2 separate regions of the Triticum aestivum genome follow, and region 1 is linked to region 2. The links are chromatin contacts, called in public Hi-C maps. All regions are on one chromosome and are shown on one strand. The core of a region is the stretch at or near the end of the contact, and the rest is flanking DNA. Distances in the headings are between cores, read along the strand shown.

What was found. A called contact is a pair of places that touch in the nucleus more often than the background predicts.
Region 1: a Hi-C map of leaf shows a contact between it and region 2, with 3 times the contacts expected there. The contact joins the promoter of LOC123128435 here to the promoter of LOC123128430 in region 2. A contact is called at or near these places in 2 of 5 Hi-C or Micro-C datasets (both in leaf).

Annotation. Positions count from the first base shown.
Region 1 is chr6A:553,362,904-553,365,603 of IWGSC CS RefSeq v2.1, forward strand. It overlaps LOC123128435, which reads right to left and starts at 1,315. Exons shown (of 23, transcript XM_044548434.1): 1 at 1,075-1,315; 2 at 836-912; 3 at 1-675. The coding sequence starts at 895.
Region 2 is chr6A:553,148,895-553,151,594 of IWGSC CS RefSeq v2.1, forward strand. It overlaps LOC123128430 (probable leucine-rich repeat receptor-like protein kinase At1g35710), which reads right to left and starts at 1,352. Exons shown (of 2, transcript XM_044548428.1): 1 at 1-1,352. The coding sequence starts at 1,352.

The sequences.
Region 1 (2,700 bases), core at 65-2,564, 210 kb after region 2:
AGGAACATGAGCAGAATAGTGTTCTGGCTGGTAAGCTCTCGAGTTTGAAGGCTGAGCTGCCGTACGAGCCGCCTTAGGAACCGCATTGCTCGCTTCTCTCCGGACTGGACCGGTATGAGAGTACTCAGATGCGTACCCACCCTTGGAGGCCACGCCATTGTTCCGCCCCGACACCTGGCTTGAGAACTCGGAGCTGCCCGCAGAGTCCGAGTACTCCTCCTCCTCGACGTACGCAGCAGCGCGCGCCTGTGGCCGCCGCGCCTGCTGCGGCTTCCCCCTTGGGAGCGCCGTGTCTCTGGAAGAGCTCAGATCCGAGTAGCCGTCGCTGGAGTAGTAGTTCTGCTGCCCGGGCACGTTGGCGTACCGGTACAGGGGCACGGCGGTGCGGCGGGGGACCTCGTCGCGGTGGCGGGGCGAGGAGTCGACCGAGTACCTGCCGCCGCTGCAGACCTCGACCTCCTCGGCGTCGGAGGACTCGTCCATGTCGGAGGCCGTGGAGGCGCTCCCGTTGTCGGTGGGGCGCAGCGGCACGGACGCGCGCGGCAGGTGCCCGCTCCTGTACTTCTCCGGCGGCGGCATGCCGAGGCCGAGGCCGCCCGCGCCGCGCGCGGCCCGGAGCGCGTCCATGCGGCCGTGGCTGTGCAGCGCCCCCGCCCCCGCGCCCGCGCCCTGGCCCTGCCACATTCGCACCAACCAACCGGCACTGATGAGAGACGGGGAGCCCCAGCAGCTCCGGAACAACAACGGGCTCACTCAACCCCAGCTAGGGTTCAGTTCAGCCGAGGAAACCCGCCGCGGCGGCGAGGAGGAGGAGGAGACCAAGGAGAGCGCTCACCTCGCGCACCCACTTGAGCGCGTCCCGATCCAGCCCCTCCGTGAACATCATCGCCGGCATGCAAATCCCCGGCCGCCCTGCCGCACGCACCGCCACCAAATCCGCACACGGAATCAGCAAAACTCCCACCCAAATGCCGCGCCCGTGAATCCCGGCAAACGGAACAAAAAAAAACTCCCCAAAATGCCGCCTCGAGCACGCGGATCCGGGAGCCGAAACGAAAACCGCCCGCAGCTTACCCGGTACGCCACCAAATCGTCGGCGCGGGCTCGGCGGCGGCCGCTCCTCCCTCCTGCCCCGCCCGGGGTTTGAATTCGCTGGGAGGCAACAGCTTCCAATTCGGCGCAGCAGCGGGAGTGCGAGTGCGAGAGGAGGAGGGCGACAGCGACGGGAGCGTGGAGCGGCAGCGGCGAGTGGTGGGGGAGAAAGAAAGGTCTGGGAGGGGAAGGGGGAGCAAAGCAAAGGGACAAAGAGGAGTTTATTTATTTATTTAGTGGCGAGGGAGAAAAAAAACCACTGCTGCTGCTCCCGTAGTGGTTTTTAATTTCGAATTAATAACGTGACGGAGACGACGGCGGGGGAGTTTGCAGTTAGGCCCCTGCCCCGTTTTTGGAAAGTCATAGAGGCAGGTGATAATATGATCTTGGCACGCACGCACGCACGCGCCCCGCCACGGAATTGTATCCGCGCGGACATGGAAACCATCTACTTCGCGGGGTTGGAACGGATCACAATCCTCACGTATCTCCTCTTCGATCTCCCGTGAGTATCTTTTCCGTCACGGTAATGGAGATGCGTACTGCTTCTTACGTGGGGGTATGTGTGATTTTGTGGGAATGGAGGGGGGTTTCGGCGAAAATGAGGAGGAACTCGTCTCGCCTTCCGTTTCGTTTTTGGAGTAGGGGAGGAGGACGGGCGCGTGCGTCAGGCCCAACGGGAGGGCGCGGGGGCCGCGGCGGCCGGCGTTGACGGCGTCAGCCGGGGGCTCCGTCCCCCTCACTCGTAACGGTCGGACGACGTGGGGTTGATGGTGGGAAGTGGGCGAGCGCGACGACGACCGGGTGGACCGGGAGTGGCGCGGTGCTGCTCTGGAGTGAAGTGGACCCGTGGGAACGCGGCCGCTCTCCCCACAAGCACCGCTCCCACCAGGGGGAAGCTAAGCCGTCCATTCCCCACTCGGTGGAATCTGGGACGTTGGTTTTGGTGTGGGTTGTTTTGGGCGGCGCGTGGGTGGGGTCGGGTGGGGCACATGAGCGCGGGGCCCGCGTGCCGGGCCTCTTTTTCGAACGGCGTGGTCCGAGGCTGCATGGGAATTTCCTGGTAGCGTACGTCGTGGGTGGACGGACGGGTTTGCCCTCGGCCCTGCGCAGGAATTACGGCGGTGCGACGAAGGTATTGCCACCGATGGAGTGGCACGCAGTGACACGGTACGAGCTTTCGGCGATTCCCTTTTTAAGGCGACTGTGACGTGGTGGGGACGGGGTGGTGAGCCGCAGGGGAGCATGTGGCCAAAAGTGGCCATCACGCCCCGCTCCAGCCTATTTGGCATTTTGCATTTTCGTTTAAACGGCTGGTAATTAAAATAAACTACACTCTAGAGTCACTTATTTATACATATCCATATTAGCCGCACTCCAAATTTTATCCACTCCCAAGAAGTTCAAAAATTCGAAATTTCTTCGTGTTCCCGGGTTGGTTAGCACGTCGCCGTCGCAACTTATTTTTGTACAGTGGCACATGTAGGCAGTACTAGGTGTCCGTCTTCCCATCATCATCCGGGCCATTTCTCAGCCACGCGCGATGGCCTCGCCAAGCTTTTTCCATTGACCCTCGCGGAAAAAGGGAGCAGTCCGGCCGGTCGGGTC
Region 2 (2,700 bases), core at 102-2,601:
TTGAGATCTCCAAATCCCTGAGGAAGAGATCCCGTTAATTTGTTATCATTCATGTTCAGACGTTGGATGTTTTGTAGGTTTCCAAATGTTTTGGGTATTGAGCCAGAAATTTTATTCTCGTCCAAGAACAATGTTCGGAGGTTCACCAAATTGCCAATTTCCTGTGGGATGGTGCCTGTTATCTGATTTCTAAAAAGGGACAATATTAATAAATTAGTAAGGTTTCCTAAGCTGGCAGGAATAGAGCCAGCGATTTGGTTGGCTGATAGGTCCAAATTCGAGAGATTTATCAGGATGCCTAGTTCTGGGGGTATAGAACCCGTTAGTCGATTTTTATAGACACGAAGTATGTTCAGCTGAGTGAGGTTGCCTACTTCTGGAGGTATCGTTCCTGTTATTTGATTTTGGTAGAGATCAAGTTTGTTTAACATGACTAGCCTTCCTATTTCAGCGGGGATGGAACCTGTGATTTGATTTTTGACGAGAGAGAGTTCATTTAACATAGTTAGATTGGATATGGAGAAAGGGATTTGAGCGGTTAGTTTATTTTCATCAAGTTGAAGGAATTGCAGCTTGGCTAGCTTGCCTAGCTCATGGGGTATCGGCCCCGACAGTTTGTTACCGTACAGTAACAGAACATTTAGCTGGGTCAGGTTTGCAAGAGTTGCGGGTATGTTACCACTTAAGGCGCTGTTGCTTAGCTGTAAACCCTGCAGGCTGACAAGCCTCTCTAACTCGTTCGGAATGGGACCTGAGACCATGGTTTGGTGGATAACAAGGTAAATCAACACTGTCAGGTTGCCTAGGGACGCAGGGATATGTCCTGTTAGGTTATTGAAGGAGATGTCAAGTATGGTGAGGCTAGCCAGTTCGCCGATCTCGTGCGGTATGTGGCCTCTGAGCTGATTGAAGCTAAGGTCAAGGGTTGAGAGGGATGATAGCGAGCTGATATTAGGCGGTATTGGACCACGGAGGCTATTGTTGCCTAGATCGATATATGTGAGGAATGGGAGAGCTGTGAAGTTGAGCTCACCAAGCTTGCCATGGATGCCGGCATCTGGCAGGGAGATGCTGGTCACGGCCCAGGGCATGCTGCGGCCATGGCGAACGGCCGTGCACATGATCCCCGTCCAGTTGCACAGGCCGCTGCTGCTGCTGCTGGTGTCCCGCCAGGAGCTCATCTCCGCTGCTGGGTTTGCGAGCGTTGATTTCCAGTGGAGGAGGGCCTTCTGTTGGGACATGAGTGATATGCCACCATGACGTGCTGCTGCGTGCGCTCGTTGCAAGAGAAGGGGACATGATGGCAAGACGAGGAGGCAAAGGCAGAGCAGGGGTGTTGAGGCAGATCGCATTTTGCTTTGCATCTGGATCTCGTGTGCTGGGGTATGGGGGGTTAATATGTGGAGTAGTGTCGTACTGGAGTGCAGTTGTCCGTTGCTCTCAGGGCTTCATTGCAGGGCCATCAGTGGGTGGTTTCCTGGAAACACCATGGTTCTTGACTTGTTGAGCGTCGTCTTTTTGACCCGTCTCCCTCGTTTGACAGGGCAGGATGACAGACTGATAGTGGCATTTATACGACGACGTCCTCATACACCAGGCCGGCAGCACCATAAGTTGGCGTGGCCATGAGTTTGGCCACACGGTGGTGAGAAGCTGTAGCTAACTTTGGCCAACGCATCATCGCCAGCGATATTCTGTAATCTGAACAAATATGTACTACTCCGTATCTTCTGACATCAACAGCTTAATCTGTCCAATGACATGAGGTGCACAAACTAAAGGTGATTGATTTGTCTCAGCCCACCTCTAAGACGATTGGTAAAGCAGAGTACTGATAGCATCTCCAGCCGTGGCCCCAACAAGCCCTCCCCAAACGTTTTTGCCGTGTCGACGTTCAAAATTCGGCCCAGTCGCGCCCCCAGTAGCCCCTTTTTCGTCGGCTCGGGCCGAAACTGGTGCCGGCGGACCTAGGCCGAACCCGGCGCGCCTGGGGGCGCCGGCACAAGCGAAAAGGGGCGTGGGCCGCTCTGTCGGTGAGTCGAGAGCCTCTTCTCGCCGTTTCTTTCCGCCCTCGCCCCTCACTTTCCTCTGATTCTCTCCTTTCCTCCCGCCAATCTCCCTCCCGCTCGCCTCCCAGTCACCGCCATGTCGCCGAAGAAGTACGTGATCCCCCGCGCTGCGACCACCGCGACCGCCTCCGTCGCCCAGCCGAAGCAGAGAAAGCCGAGGGTGCCGCCGTCCAAGCCATCGGGCATGACAAACGTCGAGTGGAGGGCGGAAGTTCAGCGACGGGAGGCTGTCACCGCCGACCGGCGGAACAGGGCAATCGCCAAGAAGGCCCGTGACAACGCGGCGCGTGCCGCTGCGGCTGCGGCGGACCAAGCCGAGGCCGAGGCGATTCGCTTGGGGATGATGAATCCACCAGGCGGCCACGCCCAGTACGTACCCTGGAGCCAACAAAGCGTCGGCTCTCTGTCCGGCTTCTCGTCATCGCCGCAACCATGGGGATGCACGCCGTCGCCGGGCTACGTTGACGGGGACGCGCACGGTGGATTCAACCCCAACGTCACCTTCCCCATGGACACCCAACCCAGCGCATGACCTCGCCCGCCTTCGCCGGCGTGCAGTACCCTCCATACAACTACTCGCCGCCGGCTTACGCGTGCTCCCTGACGCCCCCTCTCCGCCGTGGCGCGCTGC